Linked DNA regions of Mus musculus: all the other regions are linked to region 2. A link is a contact called in public HiChIP or PLAC-seq and promoter capture Hi-C data. All regions are on one chromosome and are shown on one strand. The core of a region is the stretch at or near the end of the contact, and the rest is flanking DNA. Distances in the headings are between cores, read along the strand shown. Region 1 holds the start of Rad23a (RAD23 homolog A, nucleotide excision repair protein). Region 2 holds the start of Ccdc130 (coiled-coil domain containing 130). Region 3 has its middle 11 kb from the start of Nfix. Region 4 holds the start of Adgre5 (adhesion G protein-coupled receptor E5). Region 5 holds the start of Pkn1 (protein kinase N1).

The links. Promoter capture Hi-C pulls out the DNA fragments that hold promoters and counts their contacts. HiChIP or PLAC-seq counts read pairs in DNA pulled down with a chosen protein or histone mark.
Region 1: a contact with region 2 is called in a promoter capture Hi-C map of pre-B cells, with 2.9 times the contacts expected there. The contact joins the promoter of Rad23a here to the promoter of Ccdc130 in region 2. A contact is called at or near these places in 22 of 39 promoter capture datasets (the 3T3-L1 cell line, 3T3-L1-derived adipocytes, the C10 cell line and 15 more), 7 of 484 Hi-C or Micro-C datasets (CD4 T cells, CD8 T cells, LSK cells and 4 more), 16 of 115 datasets of contacts at active chromatin or transcription factors (the NIH/3T3 cell line, astrocytes, bone marrow-derived dendritic cells and 12 more) and 3 of 9 other capture datasets (adipose tissue, liver and pancreatic islet).
Region 3: a contact with region 2 is called in an H3K4me3 HiChIP or PLAC-seq map of craniofacial prominence, with 4 times the contacts expected there. The contact joins the enhancer-like site here to the promoter of Ccdc130 in region 2. A contact is called at or near these places in 1 of 39 promoter capture datasets (cranial neural crest), 1 of 15 datasets of contacts at CTCF or cohesin (embryonic stem cells), 9 of 484 Hi-C or Micro-C datasets (cerebellum, cerebral cortex, embryonic stem cells and 1 more), 3 of 115 datasets of contacts at active chromatin or transcription factors (craniofacial prominence, embryonic forebrain and embryonic midbrain) and 1 of 9 other capture datasets (liver).
Region 4: a contact with region 2 is called in a promoter capture Hi-C map of pre-B cells, with 3 times the contacts expected there. The contact joins the promoter of Adgre5 here to the promoter of Ccdc130 in region 2. A contact is called at or near these places in 8 of 39 promoter capture datasets (the HPC-7 cell line, HPC-7-derived erythroid cells, cranial neural crest and 5 more), 1 of 484 Hi-C or Micro-C datasets (pre-B cells), 3 of 115 datasets of contacts at active chromatin or transcription factors (bone marrow-derived macrophages, large pre-B cells and pro-B cells) and 1 of 9 other capture datasets (adipose tissue).
Region 5: a promoter capture Hi-C map of pre-B cells shows a contact between it and region 2. The contact joins the promoter of Pkn1 here to the promoter of Ccdc130 in region 2. A contact is called at or near these places in 4 of 39 promoter capture datasets (cranial neural crest, embryonic stem cells, maxillary cranial neural crest and 1 more), 4 of 115 datasets of contacts at active chromatin or transcription factors (bone marrow-derived macrophages, double positive thymocytes, large pre-B cells and 1 more) and 1 of 9 other capture datasets (liver).

The regions. Positions count from the first base shown.
Region 1 is chr8:84,838,783-84,842,729 of GRCm38.p6, forward strand. It overlaps Rad23a (RAD23 homolog A, nucleotide excision repair protein), which reads right to left and starts at 1,870. Exons shown (of 9, transcript NM_001297606.2): 1 at 1,712-1,870; 2 at 12-173. The coding sequence starts at 1,783. It overlaps Calr (calreticulin), which reads right to left. Exons shown (of 9, transcript NM_007591.3): 9 at 3,306-3,947. The coding sequence ends at 3,865.
Region 2 is chr8:84,268,545-84,272,483 of GRCm38.p6, forward strand. It overlaps Ccdc130 (coiled-coil domain containing 130), which reads right to left and starts at 1,858. Exons shown (of 10, transcript NM_026350.3): 1 at 1,798-1,858.
Region 3 is chr8:84,809,219-84,813,079 of GRCm38.p6, forward strand. No RefSeq gene overlaps it. Among named protein-coding and RNA genes, the nearest start is that of Nfix, 11 kb to the left of the region's middle. Within about 2 kb of position 2,158, at least 121 of the 459 cell types and tissues checked have an H3K27ac peak or open chromatin away from gene starts, as enhancers often do. A contact at or near this core is called in cerebral cortex and craniofacial prominence, where this site is marked.
Region 4 is chr8:83,739,734-83,743,767 of GRCm38.p6, forward strand. Adgre5 (adhesion G protein-coupled receptor E5) reads right to left here and starts at 1,578. Exons shown (of 20, transcript NM_011925.2): 1 at 1,374-1,578. The coding sequence starts at 1,404. It overlaps Gm46046 (predicted gene, 46046), which reads left to right and starts at 1,553. Exons shown (of 2, transcript NR_168527.1): 1 at 1,553-1,883.
Region 5 is chr8:83,697,264-83,701,375 of GRCm38.p6, forward strand. It overlaps Pkn1 (protein kinase N1), which reads right to left and starts at 1,916. Exons shown (of 22, transcript NM_177262.4): 1 at 1,704-1,916. The coding sequence starts at 1,724.

The sequences.
Region 1 (3,947 bases), core at 620-3,119, 570 kb after region 2:
AATCTCCCCACCTTGGTCACCATGACAACCACAAAGTTCTTCTCATCTATATGGTATTCCTTGATGGGAACATCGTCACTCAAGATCTTGCCAGCATAGATGAGTTTCTGTCCAGCCACGGGGAAAGCATCTCTACCCTTCTCAGCTTCTATCTTCTCCTTCAGCACCTTTACCTAGAGTAAGGAGTACAGGTATTAAACACAGAAGTTTAATAGTACAGTGTGCGTGCATTTATAAATAGCACTAACACACCAAGACACCCTCAGTGAAATCCAGGCATAGTTGTGCACACTTATAATCCCAGCACTTAGGAGAGACAAGTGGATCTCTTTAAGTTCCAGGCTAGCCAGGACTATATAGTGAGACCATTTCAAATAGAATACAATGACCATCACGAACCCTTAGGTTCCCTTCTTCTTCCCTTTTGTTTAGAGAAAAAGCTTTGCTTTCAATCCTATGAGATTCCTATTCAATCTATCGAGCTGACAGCAGTCTATTACATGCCAGACACGGGAACTGTTCACCGTGTGTGTATATGTGTGTGTGTGTAATGGTAGTGGTGGTTTGGGGACAGACCCCTAGCTCAGGCCTTGTATATTCAAAAGCTCCATCCCCAACCTGTTTTACAACTTGTTTTACAGAGGCCTGTGGAACAGAACAAACACAAGTCAGTGTTCTCATGAAGAAGACACTGATGTGAGAAGAAAAGCAAACTTGTATTTCCAATGGGATGTGGTTAGGAGGGGAAACAGTAATAAGAAAATGAAACGGTGTATCCATCGCTGGCCTCAAACAGTAACTTTTCTGTACTTACTGAGGTCATCTTTCTTCCCTCCATTTTTGGAACAGGATTTTATTCTGTACTCAACTCCAGGCTTGCCTAAAACATCATAGCCCAGGCTGGCCTAGAACTCCAGGTAATCTCTGCTCAGAGATTATGAACATGACTACCAAGCTTAGACTTCACTGAGGGTACACCAATGGCTTCAACCTATGTTTTGAGAAGGTTTAGGGGAGGTGGCCCAAGACAGCAATATCAGTTACTTGGAGGTTAAGTAAAGAAGGTTCACATGAGCCCAGAAGAACAAGACTAGACTCCACTCTCAAAAAGCAAAACCAAACAAAAGTTCATACAGCATGTTTAGGCTGCTGTTATGTGAAATGGAGAAAAAAAAAAATCTTGTCACTGTCATTATTGGCTGTGACCGTGGCAAAGTTCCTTAACTCCGTGGTTGTCAAAAGGGGAAAGTCAGGAGTCCCCAAACGACAACACTGTTTTGCAGACTCAGCAAGATGACACTAATACTCTGGTAAAGAATAAACTGGTAAAGAATAAACGGCCAACAAAGACGGACCACCAAAACTATTAAGATTAAGACCATTTATTATTATCATCATTGTAGTCACCAGTCGGCACCTCGTTGGCACTGAGGGCAAACTGTGCCACCTGAGCAGCTTGCAGGCTGGGAACGCGGAGCCCGCAGCTGACACGGGAGCCAGACCTGGGAACTCCCAGGGACTGGCCCGGGAACAGCGCCCGAGCCGCCGGGGCAGGGCAGGGCCGATCGGGGGGATCCGAGGAGGTCGGGCTGCTGGGGGAGGGCAGGGCCTGGCCACGGCGTCCTCTCCGCCCCTCCCGTTGGATCCCGGCATCCCTGCCCCCACCCACCCCGGCACCCGGTCGCTCCCGCCCCCGGGCTCCGGCCCGCACCGTCTCGTCAGGTTCCATGCGGATCTTGAAGGTCTGCTGCTGCAACGTTTTAAGGGTGATGGTGACGGCCATGGCGGGGCCGGAGCAATGCGGCAGCCCCGGGATCCTCGTACTACATGCAACTCACGCCGCCGCCATCTTAGCGCCCAGCCGCGCCGCGCCAAGCACTTCCGGGGCAAGTGTGCAGCGCCCGCCGATCGTCAGCGCCGGTGACACCCTCCTCGACCTCTAGAGCATGCGCGGCTGCACCTTACCTTAGACATGCGCAATCTTAGCTTTGTGAGCTTTTGCTGTGTGCACCAGCATTCCGCTGTCTTGGTGACATCATTTCTGCTAACAGTGATGTCATTATACCCACAAAATGGCTCCTAAGGACTTTTAAAGTTTTTAAGGTGTTTGTTGTAGATTTCTGCTCCTAAGTTATTTTTCATACATTCTGCCTATTTCAAGTGACCCAATTTGGATCTGGTCAAAATAAAAGGAATCTTAGCAGAGGACTGCCTAGAAGTTACCATCAATCAATGTAGAGGAGGGCAACTATGTGACCCCATTTTCAAGGACCATCTTAATTTTTGGAATAAATTTACACTTCTAGTTCATGAGTTCCCCACATCTTTGTAATCCTGCAATGACCTACCTATTCATCCAAACATTTTCAAGGTTCTTTTATATTAAATATGTAATTCTCCCCTCCATAAATTTTCCTTACTTACACCAACTCTTAAGGTACCTACATTTTTCGTGGGGGGAAGGGGTAGTATTCATGAAGCTTTAGACCACCCTCACATACCAAAAAGTAATGAAAATGTCAGACTCAGGATAGGGCAGTTCATCAGGGTGATTTAAGGGACTCTCAAACAGAACTAACATCACCATCCTCTTAGATGCTTGCTTTGCCCAGTGTTTCTATCCACACCAATGATCAGGCAATTAACCAAGGCCTGCCTCCCTCCCTTCACTTGAGTCTAGACTCCAGAATTGAAAGCTAGATCACAACTTTCTTGTGAAGAACACAGGCTTCCTCCTGCCCATTCTTCAACCTACTACACTAGAGTATAAAAGGCAGCCTTGAGACTCAACAATGAGTCTCTTCTTTTCCTTGTGGTGGGGATGGAACCCAGGCCATGCTAGCTAAGTGTCCAACTGAACTACATAACCCAATCCTGGAATCTATCTTTATCAGCTCAGTCCTAGAACCATGGGCCCTTGGGGAAAGTAGATCACTGTCCCTGAGCTCAGTCAGTCCCTTTGACTATTATCTACCAGCATGCACCCCACTACTGTGAACTTTGCTCAGCTTTCCTAGGTGTCAGTCCAACAGATCCATCCCACTTTTAACCAAGATGGCTAATATTTGAATTCACTAAATTCTAGTCAGTCTGTCAATGAGGTCTGTGCTAGAATCAAAACTTACACGTCTATGAGTTTAGGATCAAGACCTGATGGCTACTCTCCCATTTAGAGACTATGGGATACATATAAATGACATTTCTGAGACTCTGCAAACTCCAGTAGCTGAAACATACGTCACCCGCACCTGAGAAAGGCTGCTTTTAGCTCCTGATGTACATCCTCCCAGAGAAGGAGACACAATAGGGAAGACACAAAACTTAATTTAATAGAAATTTTGTTTGTAGTTCTTACACTCTCAGTGTGAGCTGTGCTAGAACTGGCTGCCCCACAAGTGGCCCAGTCCTGGGGGCAAGGGAGAAAGGGGATGAGAAGAGCCCCATTCTTCCTCAGTGCGGGGGGAGGGAAAACACCACCCCCTTCTCCTGCCCTCCTCTGAGATGCAGGAAGGAGAGCAGATGAAATCTCAAGCCTAGGGCTTCTCCTCTACACCCCTGTTCCTAGAGTTGGAGGGTAGTGACCAAAAGATGGAGAAAGGGAGGGACAGAAGGAAAAGATGTTGATTCAAAAATGAGAAACCAGATGAGGGCTGAAGGAGAATTAAAGACAAACACCAGTAAAAAAAAAAAGGGGGGGGGGTAATGGGGGAGGCAGGGGAACAAAATCAGAATCTACCCCAGATCTGAACCTGCCTGGAAAAAATGAAAAGTTCTTGAGTCTCATAGAGACATTATTGGGAGCAGCCAGCTCTGCGGCAGGGTGTTCAGGCCTCAGTCCAGCCCTGAAGGCAGGTGGTGTGGCCTCTACAGCTCATCCTTGGCTTGGCCAGGGGATTCTTCCTCATCTTCCTCCTTCTCATCTTCTTCGTCCTCATCTTCATCTCTGT
Region 2 (3,939 bases), core at 608-3,107:
AATAGTGTGTGCTTGTGCCCAGAGAGTCTAGGAGAGGACATTAGACTCCCTGGAGCTGGAATTACAGGCAGCCGTTGAGTCACCTGACATGGGGACTGGGAACTGAACTCAGATATTCCAGAAAAGCAGTATGTGCTCTTAACTACTGAGCCATCTCTCCACCCCTAAATTAAAACAAAACATTGTGTGTGTGTGTGTGTCCAGGTGTGACTGTGCCATTGTGTGCAGGTCAGAGGAGGAGTTAACTCTCTCCTTCCCCCACATGGGGGATGGAACTCAGATAGCCAGGCTTGGTGTCAGTGTCTTCACCTACTGAGTCATCATCACACGTCCTGACCCAGATACCTTTGGTGGCCAAGTACTTCAATGCCCAGCCAGGTTTGCGAGGCACAGCTACCTGAGTTTAAATTCAAGCTCCATTCTTTACCAGCTGCGGACCTGGGTCTGACTGTTGTGGAGTGCCTGCTCATCGCCTGTCAGAAGAGAATACAGACCAGGGAGTGATGGTGTATGCCTTTAATCCCAGCATTCGGGGTGTGTGTGTGTGTGTGGAACCAGGAGGGTACACACTGAGTTCGAGACCAGTATGGTCCACAAAGCCAAGTTCCAAGCTAGCCAGAACCAGACAGGAAGACCCTGTCTCAAAAAGCAAAATCAAAACAAACAAAAATTAAAAACAGAGGGAAATGGGAGCGGGAGTGACTCTGGGGTTTGCTATAATGAAAAAGTGTATGGGCTGGTAGTGTGGACACCCAGCTTGAAGTGCTATGTGCTTGGGGTCTGCTTTACAATGTTGAACATGTTTGTTTTGGAGACATGCCTTTCTGTGTAATCCCGGCTGGCCTAGTACTCCAGATCTTCCAGCCTCAGCTTCTGAAGTCTTAAATGGCTAATCACCACAGGTAGTATCACAGCCAGATTACACCCAGTCTGCTCAGGTGGATGCACAGGGGCTCTTCTGTGCCAAGGGTCATTCCTGACCTCAAATGCCACAGCAGACCACAGCTTGGGCATCAATCTCCTCTCTGCTGCTTCCTAGCTGCCTGACTCTGGGCCAGGGGCTACCTGGATCCCAGTTTCTCCATTTGGGGAAAAAAAAAAGTTTTCTAAAGGATTCAGCCGCTGAGACTGCCTTTGGGAGTCATGACAGGTGTTAAGTATTGAGAAGAACAGGCATGGGACAAAGAAAAGTGACAATTTCAAATTTCTCCTACTTACTAACAACTATAAAAAATATTTTTGTTATGTGTATGTGTGTGCAGAAGTGAGTTCAGGTGACCGGAAAGGGTAGAGGGTTGGATTCTCTGGAGATACAGGCAGCTGTGAGCTCTGGGAACTGAACCCTGGTCCTCTGCTAGAGAGCAGGTCAAGTTCTTAACCGCGGAGCCACCTCGCCAGCCCCTTACAAATTACATTTATTTGTTCTGCGTGTGTTGGCAGAGTGTGCAACGAAGTGAGAATGTAGATCAGAGAACAGCCTACAAGAATCGATTCTTTCAACATGCTCAGGGGTCGAACTCTCATGTTGTCAGGTTTGGCCACAAGCGCCACTACCAGCTAAGCCACCTTGCCGGCCCCCAAGCTACTGTTCCCAAGCACTATGTTTCAATTCAGGCTAGGAGGGCTCATCTTCAGCATGAAGACGCCTAGAGGTGCCATTGGCCTAAAACGGAGGCTGGGCCCTGGGAACCCGCTCGCGTCCGCAGATACAGCATCTCCCGTGCCAGGACGCAGTGGTGGGATTGAGGACCTGCCACCCCCGTTGCCGTCGCGGACCGGTCCTCACCCCGTACCTACCTGCCCTCTCCCTGACGTCACGCCTCCACCAGCCCGGAAGCACACCCGGAGCCAGGAACCCGCAGAGCGCCCGCCTCTGCGGCCCAAAAGCGCCTGCGCAAGCTGGAGCGAGGCACTTTCGTCATCTTGATTGGCTGAGGCTATTGCAGACTGACCAATTCAGGCCTGTCTAGCCGTTAGAAGCCCCGCCCACCGGGAGTGGTCCAATTGGAGATGGCTTCCTCCCGGAAGATCTACTTTGGCACCGCCCAGCCCTCCCTGGCGGTTGCGTTTTCGAAGGAGCTGATTCGTCATTTTTAAGCTTTGATTTGACTGACGTTTGAGACCGGTTTTCTTGTATCCCAGTTTGACCCTGCATCTCATTATATTGCTGAAGATGACTCTGAATTTCTGACTCGCCTTGTGATATCCAAGTAGTGGGATTACCAATACAGCCCAGGCTATTTATTTATGGATTTTAAAAAATTATGTTTATGACCAGACGTGGTGGCCAACACCTTTAATCCCAACACTCTGGAGGCAGAGGCAGGTAGTCTACATAATCAAAGGCCTGTCAGGAGTACACTGTCTCAAAAAAATACATATGTATGTGTGTGGGTGAGTGCTAGTGTGCCACGACTGAGGGAAGTAGAGTCAGAGGGATATTTGTAGGTCTCTGGGCAAGTATGTGGTGCATACATATATGCAGCCAAAACACCTGTTCAGGTAAATAAATCTTAAAAGTACAAAGCAATGCCGGACGTGGTGGCTCACGCCTTTAATCCCAGCACTTGGGAGGCAGAGGCAGGTGGATTTCTGAGTTCGAGGCCAGCCTGATCTACAAAGTGAGTTCCAGGACAGTCAGGGCTATACAGAGAAACCCTGTCTCAAAAAACAAAACAAAACAAAAACCCAAAACAAAAAGTACAAAGCAAAGCCGGGGGACGGTGGCACACGCCTTTAATCGCAGCACTAGAGAGGCAGAGGCAGGTGGATCTCTGAATCTACAGAGTGAGTTCCAGGACAGCCAGGGCTACAGAGAGAAACCCTGACTCGAAAAAAATCTGCCCCCCCACCCCCACCAAAAAAGTAGAAAGCAGAAAAAAAGAGGTTTATTCAATGGTGGCACTTTAGAAAGCGATTCGGGGAAGGGACACTCTTAAGTTCTGGTGTGAGATCATGGTTTAAAGGTACAAGGATCTCACATCTAAGCAGTCTTGGTCAAGGTGTGGTCCCGCCCACCATTGACCCACCATTGTCTGGGCTTCAGTCTCATCCTGTAAGTTGGTCTGCAAAACCTAGAACTGGGTGAAATCTCTTTCCAGAAGACTTTCTCTTCCCCCTCTGGCTGGCGCCCTTTCTTTTGCCCACCATGAGATTCCTGGGGAAATTCCCATTTCTTTGGAGTTCATTATTTTATGGTCTGATAGATTGAGAGATGTGGGGACGAGTCTCTCTAGATATCTTCATTTCTGCCAGGTCTATTAAAAAATAAAAGGTTAGTAACATGGAAGATTCTTGAAGGCCCCTGAGCTCAGCTTTATATAAAGAGTCAATGACAGGGCGAGGGGACTCACAGTGTGAGCAGAGACTCTAGGGCCTGCTTTTGAGTCAACCCTTCTTATAAGCAACCCTGACACACACTCCTGTTTATAACCCTGGTAGGATGTCGTTTGTAGGACATCAGACTTCAGTGCAATGGTTACTTTGGTCTGTGTGGGTTCTCTTTCAAGGATGAGTAGATGTCTGTGTGCTGTATCCTCCCAGGAAAAAGTCTGTGGCAGTGAGAGAGGGGGAACCGCGAATTCAGAGATGACTTGGGAGGAGTGAGTTAGCCAGGCATGCATGAAGCTAACCCTCCTGAGGGGAGCATCAGAGGAGGCATTTCCGAAAAGCCGATAAGCCGGCCTTTCCTGTAGGGTGTTAGTGTACTTTATGCTGTAGCAGCAGTAGCAGGGTTCTTGTTATGGGTGTGAGCAACTAAGGCTGAGCTATCAGGAGTTGGAGCGTCCGTGGGAGGAATCCCAGGATGACAGTCTTTGTGTGGTCAGGTCCAGAAAAAGTCCATTTCCCCAAATTCCAAAAGTCAGAGGCACAAATGACTGTTTGTGGTGCCTATTACCACACCAAAGTACATGCTGGCCTCCAGGCTCCCTGAGTACC
Region 3 (3,861 bases), core at 908-3,407, 540 kb after region 2:
TCACTCTGACACGCTCAGTCTACATGTCCCTGCAGCTGTCCTAGCCATGTGGCTACACAGAGTCGCTAACCCCAGAAGCAGGTCCAATCCCTGCATTCCCAGGGCAGAGCTCACAGCTGTCCTCACATCAAGGTGGCCTGGATGACACAGTACAGCCTTGCTGAGGAGCTGGTGGCCAGTAAGGTACAGGCCACACTGCTCGGTCCTCTTGCAAGTGACAGATACTCCTTTCGTTCACATTGTCCCACCGTACCGCAGTCTGGACACAACTACAATGAAACTGGGTAATGGCACACTGGAGCCACACAGACACCCTGTCATACAACAATCACCCTCCTCAGAGCCCGTCACAACATTTAGACAGCCCCTTAGCCATCCCAACAAGCTGTTGGGACATTTGTTGACATGCTGACACAGCCCTGTGATTGTCCTCAGGATTCCCCAGACCCGAGTCTTGGAGAAAGGGACAGACTGAGGCTGAAATTCCTTTTCCTACTGAAAGCAAGCAGAGTAGGCAGGGACTAATGGAAGCGCAGCTGTTGTCAGTAGGTGCCAGTCCCCCCCCCACACCTCATGAATATTCATCAACTGGGGCTCTCCTGAACCTGTAGGGAGTCCAAGGTCCCAGGCAGCTGGGCACCCCCTTCTGTGCCAGGAGGCCCTCAGGTGAGGGGGGCGGGGGCTACCAGAACGTTGTAGTCCTTGGAAACCACACCCATTTCCATCTAAGTATATATGAATGAGTTTGAGAGCATGGACCCCAGACACACAAACTCCAAGTCAACTCGGATTTAACACACCAAGCGTAGCAATCTTGGCAATGTGAACTTGCAACAGCACCCCAACTACAGAGACCTACCACATACGTAGGCATACCACATGGGTACCCAGTCACATGACCACAGACACACCATTATGTCTCCAACACTCACCATCACAGGCAGAAGTACAAATACAACACACACACACATTTCCAAATTCATAAACATAGTGACTGAAAGTCAACACCTTTTTGTATGTGGCGCTGAGATCGAACCCAAGGCCTTAAGCACACTAAGCTCCATCCCCATTCAACTTTTTTATATTTTATTACATTTATTTATTTCTCCATAGCCATGTCTAGTCATCTGCTGATGGTGACAAGCTTGTGGAGATCAGAGGACAACTTGTGGGAATGGATTCTCATTTATTTATTTATTTATTTATTTATTTATTTATTTATTTATTTGATATTTTCTTTATATACATTTCAAATGCTATCCCGAAAGTTCCCTATACCCTCCCTCCGCCCTGCTCCACTACCCACCCACTCCTGCTTCTTGGCCCTGGCAATCCCCCTGTACTGGGGCATATAAAGTTTGCAATACCAAGGGGCCTCTTTTCCCTGCTACATATGCAGCTAGAGATATAAGCTCTGGGGGTACTGGTTAGTTCATATTGTTGTTCCACCTATAGGGTTGCAGACCCCTTCAGCAATGGATTCTTCTTTGACCATGGACCGACCCCAACAACTTCTTGTAAAACATACAAGTGCCCAAACACTGGGACAAAAATGTGCCCATATATATACAGTCTCACCAACTATCAAATACAGAAGCCCAATATAGAACTATCCTCCGAAGCCCTACACTCTATCCTTCTCTCCCTCCCTCATTCTCCCCAACTCCCTCTTCCTCTCCCACATCTCTGCCACCGCCCCCTCCCCCCGAACTTTATAGATGGGAAAACCAAGGCACTGAGGGCTGAAGGGACTTTCTGAAGATGGCAGCCCCTTCTGACTCCAGGCAGAGACAAAGATCGGGCGCCCCCTTCTGGCCCAGTCCTGTAAGATCGTGCGGGGCCGCGGCGGCGCGCGGGGTGGGCACGCGCCTGATGTAACCATGGCACCCTCTTGGCACGCGCGGCCCGCGCGCGGGGAGGGCGGGGCGGGCGCGTTGCCATGGTGCCGGCCGGCCTCCTGAATGCTGCATTGTTCACCGTGGCGCCCTGGCTGAGCTGTCCCGGACCCACCCGGACCCACCCGGGCTGGCCTAGATGGAGAGAAGGAAAGACAGCAGAGATGGAGTGAAAGGAAAACGGAGAGACAGTGATAAAGGGAGAAATGCAGAGTTAAAGATAGGGAAGGTAGACAGAGATGAACAAGATTTAGGGATGGGACACACGGACAAGAGAAGGTGGAGTAGTTTTATAAGAAAGGGAAAGGGGACAGACCAACTCGGTGACACGTGTAAATAAATCCTGCAAGGGCAGCAGAGGCTCGTGAGTTTGAGGCTAGTGTCAGTTCCATATCAGGACCCTGTCTCTTAAAAAAGCGAGGAAGGGAAGGGTCGGGGGAGGAGTAGCTGAGGTGGCGGCTCAGTTGGCCAAGTGCAAACATGAGGACCTAAGTTTGGCCTGTGCCTTTAATACTGGGTACGTGGAGGCAGGTGAATTCCGGGGGGATGCCGGCCAGCTAGCCTTCCAGTCTAGGTTCAGCAATAGACCCTACCTCCAAAAAAGAAGAAGAGAAAGAGAGAGGAGGAGGACTAGGGGGAGGACTAAGAGGAGGAGGAGGAGCAGAAGAAGAAGAAGGAGGAGGAGGAGGAAAGGAAGGAAGGAAGGAAGGAAGGAAGGAAGGAAGAAAGAAAGAAAGAAAGAAAGAAAGAAAGAAAGAAAGAAAGAAAGAAAGAAAGAAAGAAAGAAAGAAAGAAAGAAAGAAAGGAAGGAAGGAAGGAAAGAAAGAAAGGAAGGAAAGTAGAAAGCTGGATGTGGTGGTGAACACCTTTAGTTCCAACACAGGCAGGAAGAGCTTTGTAAATTCCAGGCCAACAGGGTCAACATAGTGAGTTTCAGGTTAGAGAAGGCTATGAAGCTACACCTAGTCTGAAAAGGGAGGAAACAGAAAACAGTTGAGAAAGACAACCTCTGGCCTACACAGAGAAGGGGGCAAGTGGGAGAGGCAGACATGGAAAAAGCAATGTTTAGAATCTGAGAGGAAGGAATGGGGAGATGAGAGGGACTTCCGGGAGGAAGGGTAGAAGGAGAAAACCAAGTAGGCAGAAACAGTGAGGGATATGAAAGAGAATAGGTTTGAACAGGAAAGCACCAAGACTCGGGGGCGAGGGGTCACTGTGCTCCTTGATGTGCCTGGCAATAGGATGAGGTAGGGGTGGGACCACAAGTTAGATGAAGCCAGGTTCAGAGAGAGACTGGTGGGTCTACTCATGGGTTGACAGATGTAGAGCCAGATGTATCCAGACACAGGGAATGTCCCGAGAAAGGCTGAGAGATTCAATGCTGATTCCTGCTCCAAGTCTCTAGTCACCACTGCCCTGTCGCCTATTCACTGACTCAACTTGATACTCTCAGAATGTCCCCCTTGTCCTGCTAAGAAGATATCATTCATGCAGAGGCACAGCCTTTCCATATACTGCTCCTGACACTCCTGCATGCCTTCCTCCAGGGACACACGTTATAGCCCTTATGGTCCTTATGGGCATAGCGATGCAATCATAGACACAGCATGACATAGCACAGGGACTCCTACGCCCTGTCAGAGTAATGTCTCACAGACACAGTCCTGGAGAACACACTGGACCTCGTGGACCTCATCAGAATCATCCAATGATAGTTAAAATCATACCTTGTAGCTAAGGCACAGTGGTGTACATCTTTAAGCCCAGGACTCTGAAGGCAGGTAGGTGTCTGTGAGTTCCAAGATAGCCAGGGCTACCTAGATACTGTCTCAAAAACCAACAAAACAACAACCAAACCTTTAGAGGTTACAGGGACTGCTGTCACAAGGGGCCCTCCATAGCCTTTTCAAATGTTTAACATCTTACACTGTGTGTCTGAGAGTCCCTTTTGTAGGCCTATGGAGGC
Region 4 (4,034 bases), core at 328-2,827, 530 kb before region 2:
TCCAACTAGCGAGGCTGCTTGGTTGGTTTTGAAGACAAGGTATCATGTGGTCTCAAACTCAGTATACAGCAGAGAATGACCTTGAACTTTTGACCCTCCTGCCTCTACTCGCTAGGTACTCTGATAGCAGACACAGACACCACACCCACATGTTCAGTTAATTCAAACTGTAAACCAGAAAGTTTGTACACAAACTCTTGGCCCTTGAAACAATATGGTAAAATACAGCTGGTCTTGTTCCATTTTACAGAGGAGGAAAGTGCAGCCCAAAGTCACTGTGACCCAGCTTAGTGACAGCCAGGCAGGCCCCTGCAGCTGTTTGCCACCAACTGTGACACCCTGGGACTCTATTTCCTGGTTCTAGGTCCATGGCTACTGAGCTGCCTGCCACCTGTCACTAGCACTCAGGCCAGTCATTGTGGTTAGGGTGACCCCAGTTTGTGCCCCAAGTTCCATATCTTGGGGTAACTCCAGCTGGTGCCCCGTTCCATTTTTTCACTGTTTGTTGTCAAGTTACTTAGGTGACTTAGCCATCAAACAACGGTTGAGGCACCCAGGGTGGGGCGGGAAAGTCATGATGAAAGCCAAGTTCAAACCACAGCCTGGTAAGTTCCTTTCAGCCAGCAGCTCCGTCCCAGACAAGTCCCAAGGAGATTCTCTGCCTGTTCCTGGCACGGAGACAGCAGGGGACAGACTGGGGCAGGGGGAGTTCCCACCCTCGAAGAAATGGGCACCCTCACGTGGGTTTCTCTTCACATTGAGAGCGTCTGTTTGGGCAACAGTTTGCAAAGTGTACTTTAACCTACAGTTCTTTTTAGCTTTTTTTTTTTTTAAACTGTATGTGTTTTGCCTGCATGTATGTTTGTGCACTGCATGTATTATTGTACACTGCATGTATGTCTGTGCACTGCATGTCTGTTGCCCGTGGATGCAGAAGACAGTGTGAATCCCCAGGAACTGGAGTTACAGACACTTGTGAGCCACCATATAGGTGCTGGGACCCAGCCAGGTCCTCTCTTAATGCTCTTGACCTCGGCACCACCCCAGCCTCTAGCCTGCATTTCTTTTTCTTTTGTTCTTTTGAGACAGGGTCTTGCTGTGTAGCACAAGCTGACCTGAAATTGGTGACCCTGCTGCCTCAGCCTCCCTAATGCCCTGTGACACCATGCCTGCTTTGTTACCCTCTTTAACTGCCCCCGTGCCTCAGTTTCTCCCTCTTAGTCTCCAAACTGGCAACACTCAAGCCCATTAGGATCTGACACCCCCTGGAGAGCCCTCTGGGGCGCACAGGTGCGCCGGCTTCGACTGTCCCTGCCCCTCCTGGCCACGTCCCGCGAGTTCCCTCCCGGCTCCGCGCAACCCCGAGGTCTCACCAAGCAGGCCGGGGCATCTGACGCCCCTCATGGTGGCGCGGCACGGAACGGACAGCGTCTGGGGTTGATAGAGGGCTGTGGCGGCCGGCTGGGCTGGGCTTTTATGCAGCGGGCGTGAGCAGGGCCCTCCCCGGAACTGTCCTCCCCGCTGGAAAGTAACAGGAAAGTGCCGGGGAAACAGACCCAGGGCGCGCCGCGCGCCCGCGTCTGGAACAAACGCAACATTCCTCCCCCCCCCCCCCCGCGCGCGGCTCCGACACCCGCCCCCGCGGGGAGCTGGGTGGTGTGGTTCAGGCGTCCTGGGACGGGGACCAGGCACATCGGACAGAGCTGGGTGGAGCTCCCACCCGAACGATGTCCTGGGCGACCCTCGCCTTTCCCATCAGCAGGACTTGTCGGCTTCTTTTCCAAGAGAGAAACTGAAGTTCAGAGAAGCCAGGGGCCAAATAAGAACCAGAAGAGGACTGAGGGTCCTGCCGGGCTGACTGTCCAGGAACGAGAGACATCAAGGTTTGGAGATGCGGCTCAGTGTGCGCAGTGCTTGCTTAACCTGCCCGAGGCCCTGTCTAGCCTCAAAGCCACATAAGCCGGCAGAGGACCGCTAGCCTGTAATCCCAGCACTAATCAGGAGTTCAACTCATCCTCCGTTTTGTCGCTTTTGAAGCCTGCCCGCGCTACAAAAGACCTTGCCCAAAAAGACAAGGGGTCATGGCATGGCTGCGTTGGCCTATACTAATACCGTTCTCTGGAAAGCAGAGGCTAAACCGGAGGCCGTTTTTGGCCACTTAAGAGTTGCAGGCCAGCCAGGCCTACGAAGCATGAGTCTATCGCAAAAATAAAAAATAATAAAGTGGGGGAGGGAAGTGCTACCAAGATGGTTCAGCGGGTAAAGGCACTTGCCCCAAAACCTAACGACCTGATTTCTGATACCCAGGACCTCCATGATGGAAGGAGAGAGCCAACTCCTGGAAGTTGTCCTCTGACCTTCACGGGCACACGGTGCCACACACAAACCCAAACACTAAATAAACAAGTCAATAAATAAAACGTAATAAGGGGCCGGGCAGTGGTGGCGCATGCCTGTAATCCCAGCACTTGAGAGGCAGAGGCAGGCGGATTACTGAGTTCGAGGCCAGCCTGGTCTAGAGAGTGAGTTCCAGGACAGCCAGGACTGCACAGAGAAACCCTGTCTCAAAAAGCCAAAACAAATAAACAAACAAAAAACGTAATAAGGACTTAAAATAGAGGAAGAGAGAGCTTTGACCACGGGACATGGCTTACCACGGCAGGGCTTTTTGGTTACACGCACTGACCTTGCCACAGTCTATAGAGAGTCATGTGATGTACACTGGCTTCCTGTTTGAGTTACTTGTGTAACTATGGTTTCTTTTCATGTGTGTGTGTTGGGGGCGGGAAGAATGCCAAACCCAAGGCTTTGTGTATGCTGGACAAGCACTCTACCAAGGGAACTACATTCTCAGACACATCTAGTGATTTTTCAAAATATTGATTTTCTTTTTCTTTTTTTCTCTGAAACACGGTCTGGTCTCAAACAGCCCAGGCTGTCTTTCAACTCTATGTAGCCTAGGATGGCACTGAACTCCTGACTTCCTGTCTCCAAAGCCTAAGCCTGCTGGGATCACAGGCATAAACTACCAGGGGTGTCAGGCCTTCCTTTTACCTTAGTAAATTCTGGGTTCAAGTTGGGCCATGGTGGCGCACACCTTTCGTCCCAGCACTTGAGAGGCAGAGGCAGGTGGATCTCTGTGATTTGGAGGCTAGCCTGGTCTACAGAGTGAATCAGGGCAGCCAGGGCTGTTACACTGAGAAACTCTGTCTCAAAAACAAAACAACAAAGAATAAAAATAAAAATAAACTCCAAGTTCTGAGAGATGACTGTAGCGAACTATGATGGCGCACAACCTGTAATGGCAGAGCTCACGAGGTTGAGGCAAGAGGGTTGCTGGGAGTCTGTGGCTCTCCTGATCCACAGTGTGAGAGAAAAGATAAAAGGAAGTTGCAGACCATGTGTGCTACTGGGGCTGGAGAGATGGATCACTGGTAGATGAGAACACTGGCTGCTCTTCGGAAACAGGGTTAGATTCCCAGAATTCTGTAACTCCAGTCCCAGGGGAGCCGATGCTATCTTCTGGTCTCCCCAGGCACCGCATACACTTGGTACACAGATAAAACAAGCAGGCAAAACTGATAAAGGACAAACTGAAAATTAATAACAAAAATAAAGACACAGTATTCCTGTCAAATGAACACATAGAAAAAACAACTTTTTTTTTTTTTTTCCGAGACAGGGTTTCTCTGTGTAGCCCTGGCTGTCCTGGAACTCACTCTGTAGACCAGGCTGGCTTCGAACTCAGAAATCCGCCTGTCTCTGCCTCCCAAGTGCTGGGATTAAAGACGTGCACCACCACTGCCCTACTAAGAAGAAACATTTTGTAAAAATAAAATAAATATTTTATTTGGAAAAAAGTCAGTTTCTTACATAGCTTTTAAATTTTAAATAACTTTAAATCTTTATTTTTACCGTGTTAATTATAATGGTATTATAATTCAATTCATTGACTGTCACATGTATGTATCTTTCTTTCTCTATTTAGAAGGGTTAAAAAATATTGACAATTGCATCCTGGTGTATCTCCCTTC
Region 5 (4,112 bases), core at 666-3,165, 570 kb before region 2:
CCAAGAACTCATTAGGGAAGGCAGCATTGGTATTTAAACCTGGCCTCACTGAACAATACTCTGTCATGACCAGGCCCCACCCACTGTCGCCCACCAGCGCCCCCAACCCAGCAGGCAAAGCAGGTACACAGCCAGGAGCAGGGCCAGCTCAAGCAAAGAGGAGAGGTGAAGGTCCTTGGCCCCACCTCCAGCAGAGAAGGCCTGGGAATGTGAAAAGCATGCAGGCAGGGAGGCAGGGCCTCCTGGGTCCTCCTCCTCGGTGACTCACTTCTGCCCAGGGACAAGGAGTCACTTGAGGGCAGCAGGGCAAACGCCTGGCCTGGTCTTGAGGAATTAGAAGGTCAGCTTCTCCACCTGCCATTACAGATCTGCAGACAGCAGACCAAGAACTGTCACCTTGGGGAAACCCTCTTGGCAAAGTGGCTAGGAACCCAAAACCCCACTTCCTGAGATTTCAATGCCTGGGGCGTTTCCAGAATCTAGACAGGACATCCGTTTGCCAGACACAGAACAGACAGGCACGGAGACGGTGGAACCAGGCAGCAAGTCCAAGCGGGAATGAACATAAGGGAGAAGACGGGACGGGGACCAAGATGTAGGTCCAGCCTCATTCTGGGAATCACAGCCTCCATGTGCGTCCTACTCGGGACACACCAAGCACATGCATGTACTGGGACAGCCCTGCACAGCCCTCAGTGGGCTTGAAGGGGAGCCGGCACCGGTGCATCAGCCTGGAGGTCTGACCTTGTGAGATCGGCAGCACCAGATACGCCCAGCTCCTCGGCAAGGCCGGCAGGCCATCAGCAGGACTGGGGAAGACGGGTACAGAAGGGTACAGGGGAGACATGGGGGCAGGTGTAGAAGGAGATGAGAACCAGTTACACAGGACAATGGACTGCATGGTGACGAATTAATGGAGCCACAAAGATACAAAGATCTCAGATTTTGGGCCACTGAATTAGAGTGGGGAGTCAGTCACCCCGACCCTGACCCTGCTTCAGTAACGCCCAACAGGTCACACAGGGAAGGCCATGTGGCTGGCAGATGCCAGTCACAGGTGTCTGTTGCGAGGGAGTAGAGACCCAGCCCTGTCACCTTCCAGACATAAAATCCTTCCTGTCTGTGTGACAGGACACGCCCCACCTGGGTTACAGCTCCATCTGTCAGCCTGAAGGGTGGTTATGGGGAACAAGGCGGAAGGAGGAACCCGGCCTCAGGCCTAGTGAAGTGACTTAGACACTTCCTCCAACAGGTGCCCATCTGGGTGGCGTCAAGACCATCGTAAAGACGTCTGCAGGCGGGGGTGGCCCGGGCTTTGTTGTGCGGGGGAGGGGATCGGGCCGGGCACTCCTCCGGTCCGGGGCAGGGTGCCAGGCACCTGCTCCAGGTGAAGCGGCACCTGACAGAAACCGAACGCTGCAGGACCCAGAGTAGGATGTGGGGACGACAGGCACCGGGATCCGCAGCTAGCCTCGGACACCGAAGTGGGGACCCCGCTACACACGCTGACTCTCGGGGAGGGCCAAAGGAGGGGATGCTGGGGTAGAATCCCGAACAGCACCCCTTCCTCCGACCCGGTCGGCGCCTCCACCTGCTACAAGGGCCCGCGCGGGCTCCCGATGGGGACCTCGTCCGGGACTCTACCCGTGCCTGGGGTCCTCCGCGCCTTCTGGCCGCCCCGCGGGTGCGGACAAGTCGCCTACCTGTACGGCGTCGCCGGCCATGTCCTCCGGCCGCCCGCCAGGGGTCCCAGCGCCAAGGAAGGGCTTGCGAGCGCGCGGGCGGGTGCGGCGGGAGGCGCGGCGCCCAGACCCTCCCAGGCGCGCGGCGCGCTCCGGCCTGCTGCGCTCGGCCCGGCCTGGCCAGGCCTCCGCCGAGCTGCGCCCTCCGGCCCCAGCGGCTGCAGGGTGGGTCACGTGAGCGCCGAGGTCCGCGCCTGGGGAGGAGGCGGGGCGGGGGCGGGGCTCCCGGCGGCCCCCGGGGCTTGCAGCGGGGAAATAGGGTCCCTGTTGGCTGTGGGGTGCGGCAAGCGCTCCTTGTAGCGTAGGGGACTCTGAGCGGGCCTAAGCGACCGCGAGCCTCAGAGGCCTTGTCCCCCGCCTCCAACCCCTTTGAATGCAATGGTCACCGTCCACCACCACCCTCGACACACACGGCCCAGCTGCACAGAGGCATCCTCCCTCCCGTTTCCCGGGAGGCAAACACAGGGAGAGCCTGACTTCAAATCCCAGTGTCCTGGGCCTTGGGGGAACACAATACCCCTCAGGACTAGGATGTCTGTAAAACTTGAGGAAGAGTAGGGCAAGTGTATAGATCCCAAGTGCACAATAAATGCCAGCAGTTGTCACTTTTAGCTCATTTTTTTAAAGACTTTATTTTGATTCATGTGTGTTAGGAATAAGTTTCGGGGTGGCAAAGAAAGAGACCATCCTTCAAAATGAAATGTCCGAACAAGGCAAACTTTACTCTTCATCAAGACAGTGCGCTGCGGAAAAGCAAAGAGAAGACAGGAAGTGCATATGGTTTCTATTCTAACTCAGGTGACCTCGCAGTCTTATTCAATTGGCTAGTCTGAGAAAATTGGCGCAGAGGAAATTGAAGGGGAAAGGGGTCACTGCTCCAAGCGATCAATTTCCTAGAATGGAGCGGGGGGGGGGGGGGCGCTTTGTATAAACAAAAGTTTTACTGGGTGAGGAGGATTAAAACATCTCCTTAAAAGTCCTATAAGGTAGGAGAGATAATGATTTTAATTACTGTCCAAAAGACTAATCTTATACTATTTGCTAGAAAAGACTCATATTTAATTTCTTGCATGTGTATATATGTGTTTCTTTGTGTGAGTTATGCACATGTGTGTGGGTGCCTCTGGAGGTCAGAAGAAGACATGGGATGCCCTAAAAGGAAGTTATAAACTGTTTGTGGACTGCACCACCTGGGTGCTGGGTCCAGACTTGAGTTTTCTACAAGAGTAGTATTGCTTCTATCTCTTCAACTCCTATTTTAATCTTTATACCATTTATTGAGTGTGTTCACGTGCATGTACCACACATGCCAAGCCAAATGTGTGGTGGCCAGTGAGTGACTTACAGGATGGCTTTTCTTCTGCACCCTATCATTTGGGGGGGGCACCCAAACTCATCTTCCTAAGCCCTGAACAGGCCCAATACTCCATCACTGAACTCTCAAGACTACAGTAGAGGCTTCCTTCCTTGTCCCCCAGCCGCCTCCTCCTTACAGTCTCTTCCCCAAACCGCATACCAACGGAGCCTAAAGTCTAGACATTTCCAGGAGGAGCCCACCAGGTCCTGTGTCACCTGCCGCCCTTGGTCACTTGCCACTCGCTGCTTCAGCAAGTTGACACCCTCATTATAGCTCAAATGTTGGTGGAGTGAGTTAAATAGCTTGCCACACTAGTCATCTAACTTCCTTTTTACAGATTGATAAAAGAGAGACGCCCCTTGCTTTCATAATAAAGCCAGGATGTTCATGGTCCCTTGCATATCAGGCAAGGAACCCACCCATCTTACAGATGAGGAGGGCACGGAGGGAGTTGGCAGGGAGAAAGCTTTGCCCAGAGCCCTGCTTGCCAGGTTCTGAGCAGCCTCTGGGGATGAGGCTTGGGAATCCAGCCAGAGTCTCCTTAACCTTCCGGCATTCATTTACTCAGTGAGTCTTTATCACAATCTGCTAGGGATTTGGGTGGACTGGGAACAGAGCTGTACTCTAGGCTTTAAAAGGGACAGACAAAGAATGTATTGTAAAATCTCCACATAGCAATGATAAAAGTCCCACCAGATCCCTGAGGCATCCCTGGCCGATCTCCAGCCTACTCTGGGCCCCAGATATGTTACCTATCACTGTGTTCTGCTTCTCCGTGCTGGAGAGTCTGGGCTTGCCTTTGAAGCAGCCGTAGAAGAGGTTTCTCAGCCTCATTTGGCCTTCAAGGTAGTCTGTCCAGCCACTCTGGTCTTTTCATATTGCTGCCAGCCATAGGGTCTTTGTACAGGCTGCGATCTGGAATAAAATGTCTTTCTGTCACATTTCCCCAAGGCTGGTCCCCTTTGCTCATTTATTTTTTTTTAAATTAATTACATTTAAAATCTTATTTAAAT